2 separate regions of the Hordeum vulgare genome follow, and region 2 is linked to region 1. The links are chromatin contacts, called in public Hi-C maps. All regions are on one chromosome and are shown on one strand. The core of a region is the stretch at or near the end of the contact, and the rest is flanking DNA. Distances in the headings are between cores, read along the strand shown. Region 1 holds the start of LOC123442103 (DUF21 domain-containing protein At4g14240-like). Region 2 holds the start of LOC123442124.

Evidence for each region. Hi-C and Micro-C count contacts between places; a contact is called where the count stands out from the background.
Region 2: a contact with region 1 is called in a Hi-C map of seedling, with 2.7 times the contacts expected there. The contact joins the promoter of LOC123442124 here to the promoter of LOC123442103 in region 1. A contact is called at or near these places in 2 of 6 Hi-C or Micro-C datasets (leaf and seedling).

Annotation. Positions count from the first base shown.
Region 1 is chr1H:421,690,556-421,695,946 of MorexV3_pseudomolecules_assembly, reverse strand. It overlaps LOC123442103 (DUF21 domain-containing protein At4g14240-like), which reads left to right and starts at 4,033. Exons shown (of 13, transcript XM_045118207.1): 1 at 4,033-4,402; 2 at 5,385-5,391. The coding sequence starts at 4,090.
Region 2 is chr1H:421,868,891-421,874,597 of MorexV3_pseudomolecules_assembly, reverse strand. It overlaps LOC123442124, which reads right to left and starts at 1,842. Exons shown (of 9, transcript XM_045118221.1): 1 at 1,530-1,842; 2 at 1,326-1,391; 3 at 22-166. The coding sequence starts at 1,628.

The sequences.
Region 1 (5,391 bases), core at 2,784-5,283:
GTAATGCCCAAAAACTTTCCGGAAGCCAAATGGATACTTCCTATATAATAATCTTCGTCTGCGGACCATTTCGGAAACCCTCGTGACGTTTGGGATCTCATCCGGGACTATCAATAATTCAACTATACCGAAACGTCACCGAACCTTAAGTGTGTAGACCCTGCAAGTTCGAGAACTATGTAGACATGACCGAGACACTCTCCGGTCAATATCCAATAGTGGTACGTGAATGCCCATATTGGATCCTACATATTCTACGAAGATCTTATCGGTTGAACCTCTATGTCAAGGATTCAGTTAATCTTGTATATCATTCCCTTTGTCCTTCGGTATGTTACTTGCCCGAGATTTGATCGTCGGTATCTCCATACCTATTTCAATCTCGTTACCGGCAAGTCTATTTACTCATTCCGTAATACAAGATCCCGTGGATAACTCTTTAGTCACATTGCTTGCAAGGCTTGTTTGTGATGTTGTATTATCGAGTGGGCCCCGAGATACCTCTCCGTCATACGGAGTGACAAATCCTAGTATTGATCCATGCTAACTCAACGGACACCTTCGGAGATACGTATAGAACACCTTCATAGTCACCCAGTAACGTTGCAACGTTTGATACACACAAGGCATTCCTTTGCTGTTAGTGAGTTACATGATCTCATGGTCATAGGAATGTATACTTGACATGCAGAAAACAATAGCAACCAAATAACATGATCATATGCTACGTTTATAGTTTGGGTCTTGTCCATCACATCATTCTTCTAATGATGTGATCCCGTTATCAAGTGACAACACTTGTCTATGGCTAGGAAACCTTAACCATCTTTGATCAACGAGCTAGTCAACTAGAGGTTCACTAGGGACATTGTTTTGTCTATATATCCACACATGTATTTGTGTTTCCATTCAATACAATTATAGGATGGATAATAAACGATTATCTTGAAACACGAAATATAATAATAACTATTTTATTATTGCCTCTAGGACATATTTCCAAAAAGATGTGTTCTTTATAAGATTTGATGGTTTTTAGGTGGTTGCATGGTGTTGCGCCTCCAGTCCTAGCTATGTTCGGACTTTCGCATTATCTTAACTCCCATCAGCTCCTCCTCTCGGTTTGATTAGCCTCCCCATACGCCCCCACTGCCAATCCATGGTTTCAATAGGTTTGTGAGACTTCAAGATTTACAAATGTGGCTTTAATTGAGGTGAGTGCCTACACCTGTGGATCCGATCACACCATTTTTTCTCAGATTTTGTCTAATTTGCATCTCATATTTCTCTTTTGGCTACTTCTTGCCTCTGCTACATCTTTGGATTTTTGTTTGGGTATTTTGGTTGGTTGTTGAGCATTTGTTCCTTGAATTTTAGCTGTCCACTTTCCTTATCTTCCCCTTCTTTATTTTCTCTTTGGATGGTTTTCTCCTCATTGATATTGTATGATTATGTGATGTTTCGCAAGTACTGATCTTGGTGTCAATTCCTACCTAATCCATCGGATAAGACTTCGGTTGGTCACATTTTCTTGGCTCTTCACGTATGTGTGCTAGCACTTCATTAAGGGTTTAGATGACCATGCACATGGTACATCTTCTCCTTTCTCTTTTCTCTCCATGTCCTTCTTAATTTGCTTGTGCAGTGACTGTCGAATTTGGACACTAGTGATTTGTTTGTGCAGTCTATTGGGGATATACCCCATGGCGTACCCGCCTAGGGGATGACCCGGCCTTTCAAGTTTGGCCCAAGAACAAGATTCATATGAGGCATGAGGCCCGGGGGGCGGCTCATCCTGAAGGCCGGGTTATCGAAGATCACCTGGCGGGTCGTCTCATTGTAGAAGACGTAAGAAGCTTTCCCTACGTAGATGACAAGATGAGTAGGAGTTGGACTAGGTCACGAGCCGCAATACGACCCGGACTCTGTTGTAATCTCAAGACCTCAACCTATATAGAAAGGGGAGCCGTGAGGTGAAAATGACAAGTGAGGAATCTTCAAGAGCTGGGCTAGCGATTCTGAACCCTTGTAATCGAGTTCATCATCAATAACACCAAACGTATGGCGTATGCTTTTACCTCCATTGGAGTGACCGAACCTGGGTAAAGGTTTAGGGTTAGCATTTAGGATTTTTAAGGTTTAGGACCCTTGTCTCTCGTTCCCGATCAACATAACAAAGAACCCAAAGCATATGTATCCTACTACAAGGATAGTCTTAGAACCGAAAAGAGGTTGCTCAGAAGAGATAAACGTATCCCAACCTTTATTGCTATTGCGCAAAGACCTTTTTTATGCCGCCTGAGTGCTCTCCAGCTCTGCCTCTGTAACCTCCTCCTCCAGAGACCCGACAAGCGCACATGTCCACCTCCACATCGCTGCCAAACAATTAATCGTCCATGTTGTTCAGCCCACCAAGCTTGGCATCGACAGTAGGGGAGGAGTTGTGCCCTTCTTGGGACCATAGCGAAGGCAACTTCCCGTGCACTACTCTTCCTCGCTGCCATCGTTGGGTGCGGACTCGGTGTTGTCCTCCTCCTCGTCGTAGGTCTCACCGAAACACGATACACCCTGCTCCTCCTCGTCGTCCTTGGCCGTGGCTGCTACCTCCGCCACCTGCTGTCGGTACCGCCAGCGGGTGAGGCGAATCACTCGAGCAAAGCTGTAGGACTCTAGGAGCGCCTCCTCCTCTGCCAAGTCCGCATCGAGCACGACTGCCCTACCGACACCGAGCTATTCCTCTGTCTACATGTGCTTTTGGAGGAGGTGGTGGTTGTAGGCGGCGTCGACCTGCGCCTTCCGGAACCTCTCCTTCCGCACCATGTCCATGTAAATGACACGAGCCTCGCCGATGGTCATGGTGCAGTGCACTGACGAGGGAGGCACGATGGAGGAGGAAGAGGAGGATAGCGTCGGGTCATCGTCGATCGCGTCCTCCATTGGGGGTATCGACATCCTTCGATTGCCTGCTGGCCCGCCAACGGGCATCAATGCCGTCCGTCTCCTTCTTCTGCTCCGACGTCATCCCGTTCGAGAGAGCTTTGATGGAGAGGAATCCATTGTGAGATCAGTGTGCAGAGAGGGATCGGAGACTCATGACTGCGGCTATGACCGGGGAGCGGTTTATATAGCAATTGCAGGCGGCAGACGGACGGACGGGTGGCATCGAAGGAGATGCCTCGGCAACCGCGTGCCATCAATGTGGACGGGAGATGGACGGACGAGCGGCCGTCGTGTCATTTGAATGCGCAGCAGTCGCCTGCACCGGGAAGCGATGCAGGCAACGCTGTCTTGACCAACGCACCGCTTCAATGCCGACGCTAGTGAGAGGTCACGTACGCTCTCGTCGGATATGAATGCGGGCACTGACGCTCTGAAGCGATGCTGGCCGTTTCACGCGAGAGGGAGGAGATATTTTTGATGGACCAGAATGGTCAAAATCGAGCGAAGTGGCAGTTCGGAATCTCGCAAACCTCCGCACATTTGTCTTTGATTTACAGAAAAATCATGTCCAAACCGCTTTACGGATCAATACAGGATCGTTTTTGATAACTTTCGCGGTCCGGGCTGCCCGGTCCGGACCCTTAATAAAGGTTTGAGGGTCTACGCCGGAGATGCCGTGAGGATTATATATGTACCTTCCAAAGTTTGACAATGTTTTCTTCATGGTAGAATATCCCACCAATTGAATCGGCGTATGGATGCGAATATCGCAATCACAATCACATCAAATTTGGTCATCGTGAAGCCCTCTTTCTCATACCGTTATGCCTTGCGAGCACAAATGCTCGATCTAGTACCGCCACGTACACAGCCACCGCCAATTCTTCCAGTCCACGGTCCAAAACGCCGAAGACGTGCACCGCTCGGCCGCAGCGGGGACAGGTGGCCCCGCGGTCCTTTCGTCAGCCGTCCGATCGACGGCCACATCCACGCCTCGCGGCGCATCCAACGGCCCCTGCGCCTCGCCTCGCCCCGCTCCTGGAGTCCTAGTGATCTTGTCGCCTTCCTCTCGCCCACATCCTTATACGGTGCCAGCGCTTGTCAGGCTGTGGGGCTTTGGCTCTGGCACATCGGAGCGGCGGAGGCGCGATGGCGGCGGTGGCCGGAGCGGGGAGGGCGAGAGGGGCGAGCCTGGCGGCGGCGGTGCGGGCCGTCGCGGCGACGGCGCGTCCGGCGTCGAGCGCCGCGGCGGCGGCGGGGGTGAGCGTGGCGGCGGCGATCCTCAAGGGGAATGACACGCCATTCGGGTCGGTCGGGTGGTGGGCGTACGCCGGCATCTCCTGCTTCCTGGTGCTCTTCGCCGGGATCATGTCGGGGCTCACCCTCGGGCTCATGTCGCTCGGCCTCGTCGAGCTCGAGATCCTCCAGCGCAGCGGCACCGACTCCGAGAAGGCGCAGGCTGGTCCGATCCGAACCCCTAACTTTTCGCGTCACCCCCTCTTTTTTTTTTCTTTTTTTTTTTGCAATTTCATCCTCCCCTCGTTGTGCTCGATCTGTTTGCCGTTTGAGGAGTGATGTTTAAGAGGAATCGTACTATGTTACATTTGGGGGATTGCGACTATCGTTACTGAATGGCTAAAAATTAGAGTTAATGCTGTCGTTTTTGTTACTAATCGGAAGAATTTAAAGGTTACGACTATGTCCATGTGCTAAATCATCTAGCAGTAAAATTTTCTGTTCTGACAGTAAAAATTACGTTACTAATGCCGACATGTTTCTAAAAGTGTTGTGGTAGGGAAGTAGAACAAACAAAAAGGAAGCAAGGAATTGGGGAAATGGGAAAAAGGGGTGTGGGGGATTTGGCTTTTTGTAAGACCCACCTCTTACGTGGGAAGATATGAAATGATCAGAGGATACTTTAGTCGACTGGGAATTGGAAGTATCATGTACCCCTGTCCCAAATTAGTTCTAGATACATCGGTATCTAGTCTAGACAAATCTAAGACAACCAATTCGGGACTGAGGGAGTAGTAGATATTGTAAAGATGTCCACTCTAGTGCTTCTTTGATCCCCTACATTTGTGTATGCAGGATTGCAGGTATCACATAACTATGGCTTTTCAGCACGTAATATATGCCGTAACTTTTGGTGTTTTTGTTTATCCTTCTGAGAAGCTGTAAATTGTTATAATCTGTCATGAGACATTACGAAACCTCAGATCTGTAGGTGGTAGGAATTTTCAATTGAATCAACAAAGGAGTGAGATACTGCTTATCAAGTGTTACTGTTAAGTGTCACCTCTTTTAGCATGTCTTATTTAATGTGTGCCTCTACACTGATGCTGCTATTACTTTTCCTCTTTTGAAAATCTGTAATTCAATATTCAATTGATTGTTTTGTTGTTGTTCATATTTTAGTTACTTGCGTGTTTTGTTTGCTGCAGCTACTAT
Region 2 (5,707 bases), core at 593-3,092, 180 kb before region 1:
GATAGAGGACAAAAATCTTACCATGAATATCTGAATCGTCATTCGTGTTTGCATTATTGTCATCTGCGGTACTATTTGGAAGAACATTATGGATAACATAATCTGCTGCTGCATCAGCATCGCCATTGAATGAGATGGAAACTTCTATCAGTGTTGAGATGTTAACCTGCATAGCAGTGGCGGAGCATGAACAAGGGTAAGGTGATTATAGAGGTTGAAAGATTAGTAGATCGATTAGGCTTATTTGACAAAAAAAATCTAGGAAAGGGGGGCAAGGCCCCTAATTGTCCCCAAGAGGCTCCGCCACTGCTGCATAGTTAATAGTGGGGATGTCACAGTGCACGTTAGTAAGTGGTGTGCCAGGTCTATAATAATTTTTAACAATAACAAATGCATTATCATACAGTAACACCATTATTCCATATACTACTCCCTTCATTTCAAAATAATTGAAGTTCTAGGTTTGTCTTAAGTCAAACTTGCTTAACTTTTTTTTTCTTAAGTTTGACCGTTTCTATATATAGAATAATGTGGTAAGATCTATATTCTATCCACTACCTGGGCATTGCTAATTGGTAAATAAAAAATAGTTTTGCCAAGGTTTTCCTACAAAAATCACGGACCGAGAAAAACTCTCACCAATACTAGACAACAATATTGCAGAAATAATTAAAATGCATGCGTACTATTAGAGCTGCGCTGTCTAGTTTGGTTTGTGTGGTGTGGGGCTGCAGCTATTAGGGCTGCTTTTTTCTTTTCTTTGATCTTCGGATCTTTGGTCCTAGGACCTTCATCACCTTTTTGTTTTCCGTTGCTTCCTGCTATTATCAATGAACGCCAGGATCTTTAAAAAAAGTGCATGCGTACTACAATCAAATTCTGTAGTGTCTGAGAAAAACAAAGCACTTTTTTTTGTGTCATGCGTATGGCATGAAATAAAGGTGGAAGCAGATCAACCAAAGCCAGCGGTTCGCATACATATGTCCTGCAGATTAAGAAAAGAACACCATACATTTTGCATTGCAATATAATTAAGCATCTGTGTGTCAACGCAGAGCAGCCCTTAGTTTATTTCACGAAAACACGCAGGCATACACACACACACACGATCAACACCGTACACCTACGCAGTTCAGTAAAACCAAACCGACAAACTCGTCACAAATTAGTTCAACAGATCAGCAATGCGCTGAAACTGAACCGACCAACTCGTCGGCGGTATTCTACTGTTAAAAAATCATCGACTGTTCAACCGATCCAACGGGCGTGGAATACGAAGTTTTTTCAGGAGAAAACCAATCGCGTAATCGCAGTCACGGACTCACCTGCGGGAACACCTGCACGAGGCCGTCCAGGACGAGGAGCGCGTCCCCCGTCATCCTCGCCTCCTCCTGCAACCACGCACGAACGTACGTGCGCACAAACGCGGGAACGATCGATCGAACTCGTTAGGATCCAACTCGTATCCAGACCGACATGCAAAAGGAATCAAACACGGCAGGTCACGATCGAGGGAGCGGCGAGCGGACCTCGAACTTGGAGCTAGGGTGCGCGGCGCCGGCGTCGGCGTCGCCGGAGGACGAAGACGAGGAGGCGCCCGCGGTGCCGTGCTTGCACCTGGGGTCCATGCCGTCGCCGGCGGAGGAAGACGGAGAGGCGCCCGTGGTGCCTGGATTGGTTGGCTGGGGTTTCGGGGCGGGCGCTGGCTGCTCTTCTGGGTCGGAGGGCTTTGGGAAGAGGGATGGGGAGGATTTGTGGGGCGATCTCGGGAGAGGAGCCCGGCTTTAATCCGAGCAGGAAAGCGATTTCTGTTTGAGATTTTTACCGCGATGTGGTTCCGGGGGGTGGTGGTGGCACGCGACGCGGGCTGCTAGGGACGGACGACGAGGAGGCGAGGCGGGCGGGGGGCCGTTGGATCTGCAGCTCTTGGGTCGCGCTCGGCGGCAGGATTCTGAGCGAACGGTCGGGATGGGTTGTGTGCTGGTGCGGGTGTCCGGGAGAAAGCAGGGCAGCTTTGAGCCTCTGACCCTTTCAGTTTCGGGGAAGGAAGAGGATAACTACTCTGACCCCAGCTGTTCCGAGATCGAACGATGGAGCGGCTCCGCTCGGCCGTTGATGGGGGCAAGGCCTACACTCCTTTCCCGGCACGGTGAAAGATGACTCGTGCCCTCGCGGCAGCGGCACGGCGCTTGATTCCCTTCTCTTCTCATCCTGGTCGCTTAGATTTTTTTTTTGCGAAGTCATAGGGATTTTAGTCCAAGATAAGAGAGTTATTACAATCCTCAGCGACTAAATCACTGACACACGAAGAAGCTTGTCCCAGCCAACATGATGTGCTATCTCCACACCGTCCAAAGTTTGCTAAGCAATCTGCAGCCCTATTTTGATCACGAGAAACTTTTACAGGAATAAAAACCCTATCACTTAAGAGGAATTTAATCTCCTGGATCATATGGCCGTAGGCTGATCTATCCAAGGATGCATCAGATATAGCTTTAAGTACTACAACACAGTCTGATTGTACCATGATCGTGGAGTTGGAATGCTCAACTGTTAGTTTAATACCTTCTAGAATAGCATGTAGCTCCGCTTCAAGGGCGTCGTTGCACTGGAATAGCTTGCGGTAAGCAGCAAAGATTACACCACCGGTAGCGTTCCTCGATATCATACCCGAACCATCTGAGCCATCTGTAACATTGAAGGATCCATCCACTGACAGCGCCACCGTTCCTATCCGAGGGGGTGGCCAAGGCACACGGGGCGTGGGGTTTATGCGCGTCTATCGCATATCCAAGCCTTCAGAGAACACCGGCGACTTGCCCTTGATAATCTCGTCCACTCCCCGTGAAATCTGATTGAAGGTATTATAGTAGCTGAGAAGGAAGGAGGGGATACCTCTGGTGGTGGAATTGATTTACCATGTACCAGCTCATTCCGAAGGTGCCATATTCTCCATAGGACCATGATAATTCTGTTTCTGATAGAGTCATGTAATTCTGCAAGGAGATGAAACAACCATTCAGTGCCCGTCCACTTGATCATCGATCTGTTTGGAAGAGGCCAATGAGTTTGCATCAAGTCCCAGAGATAAGCAGCACTTCGGCGAGAAAGTAGCGCATGAAATGATGATTCCTGTTCACGGTCACAAAGCCTGCAGTACCCATTCAGACCAATATGCCTTCTCCCCTTTTCAGCATCCGTCGGCAGGGCGCGTGAGATCACTTGGCATGCGAAATTCTTGAGTTTTGGTGGAACCGCAGTATTCCACACTAAACGCCGGAGAGATCTATCTCCCGATGGATGATTGGTGGAGGAACCTGGACAGAATTGATCATAGTGGTCCGACAACGCCACATGATAAGCGCTCTTTACTGTCAACATGCCTGATTTCTCCCATGGCCAAGAAATGAAGTCCTCCCGTTGCCTCACAGACGTTTTGATCTTGAGAATGGAGTTCACATTCGGCTGCCAAAAGTGTTGTTGTACCAGCTCTACCTTCCGATTACCACGGTTGTCCAAGAAGTCAGTTACTCTGTTAAGGTGACAGTTCCTCTTGGGAGTAATGGATGTGTACGACGGACCCCGTGGAATCCATGGATCCCTCCAAATACGAATATCTGCACCATTGCCAACACGCCATAACATGCCTTTCTTCACTAGTTCCACGTCATACTCAATTCCTTTCCACACTGCCGAAGAGTTCCCCGAGAACACTGTATCCGTCAAGCTGTCCTTAGGGAAATATTTAGCTCGAAGGAGTTTAGCACACAGAGAAACCGGTGTCGTCAAGAGACGCCAAGCTTGCTTAGCTAGTAACGCCTAGTTATAAGCTCTCATATCCCGGAATCCGAGACCTCCTTTAGACTTGGGAAGGATTAGCTTGTCCCATGCAGTCCATGCCATTTTCTTTCTGTGATTCTCCACCCCCACCAATATTGTCGCATCATTTTAGTTAGATCATCGCACACGGAGAAAGGAAGTTTAAATATACTCATGACATAAACTGGGATGGCTTGTGCAACAGACTTGATTAACACTTCTTTGCTAGCTTGTGAGGAATACCTCTCGCTCTAGTCAATTAACCTCTTACTCAATCTGTATTGTAAGGACTCAAATTGGCCCTTATGCATACGTCCTTCCGGTACAGGGAGGCCTAGGTACTTGCGCTCAAACTCCTGTTGAGTAACTTGCACAATACCCTTCACTTCTTCAACTACCAGAGGAGGGCAGCTGTCAGCAAACAAGATGGAACACTTTGATGGATTTATAAGGGCCAGTTCTTTTGTTGGCTTCTAGAATAAGCTGGAATAAGCTACCCCCTACCCAGCTTATTCTAGAAGCCCAATCAAATTTATTTTTTTAGAAGTCTACTAGTTAAGACTTGCCTAATAGGCTTCTAAAAATATATTTTTGGTTGGGCTTCTAGAATAAGCTGGGTAGGGGACAGCTTATTCTAGAAGCTCAAAAAAGCCACCAAAAGAACTGGCCCTAAGTTGACCTGTAGCTGAAGCATAGGTGTTCAAAACATCCCTGACAATCACCGCCTCATCCTAGGAAGCCCAAAAAAATAGAACGGAATCATCCGCAAACAATAAATGTGAGATAGCTGGAGCACCCGGGCATATCTTTACAGCCTCAAGATCCTTCTCTTGTACAACACCATGTAAAAGAGAAAATTGTGCATCGGCGACAAAAAGAAACAGGAAGGGTGATAATGGGTCACCTTGACGCAGACCGCGAGATGGTGAAAATTGTTCTGGAGATTTTTCGTTGAACTTCACCGCGAACTTTATCGAGCGCACAGACTCCATGACCAGGGCGACCCACTCTCTAGCGAATCCCCACTTCAGCAGCGCACGCGCCAAGAAAACCCAATCAATCGGATCATAGGCTTTGGATAGATCCAACTTGTAAGCACAAAAATTATTGCCTCCAGCGCTGGTTTGTATGTGATGTAAACACTCGAAGGCAATGATGGAGTTATCTGAGATGAGTCTACCCGGGATGAACGCACTTTGATTTTCAGATATGAGCTCTGTAAGAAGTGGTCGAAGATGATTTACCATGCACTTTGAGACTATCTTGTAGATCACATTAGATAACGAGATAGGAAGGAAGTCCTTCAAGGAGGAGGGATGCTGAACCTTGGGTATTAACACAATAGAAGTGTCATTAACTCCCTCAGGCATCAACACTGTCACAAAAAATTGTTGCACCGCCTTCACAATTTCGCCTTTCAACTCTCCCCAATTCCTTTGATAGAACCTTGCAGGAAACCCGTCAGGCCCGGGAGCCTTCAACGGGCCAATCTGAAAGAGCGCATCCGAAATCTCTTTCTCTGAATAGGATGCCAACAAGCTTTCATTCATTGCAACTATAACCTTAGGCGTGATCATATCTAACATTACATCTCGAGCTAAGGTAGGGTCCTTAGTAAACAGCTCCTGAAAGTAAGAAGCTGCCATGTGTTCCATCTCTGTTGGTACTGACACCATGATCCATCCACTTTCTGAAGCCTTTTGATATTGTTCCTCCTTGCACGCCACACTGCCTGACGATAAAAATATTGGGTATTATGGTCAGCTTCCTTCAACCAGGTGATGTGGCTGCGTTGGAGCCACATCATTTTCTCCCGGTATAATAACTCGTCCAAACACTCCATTTTATTTTTAATTTGCAACCGGTCGGCATTGTTGAGCCGCAGGGC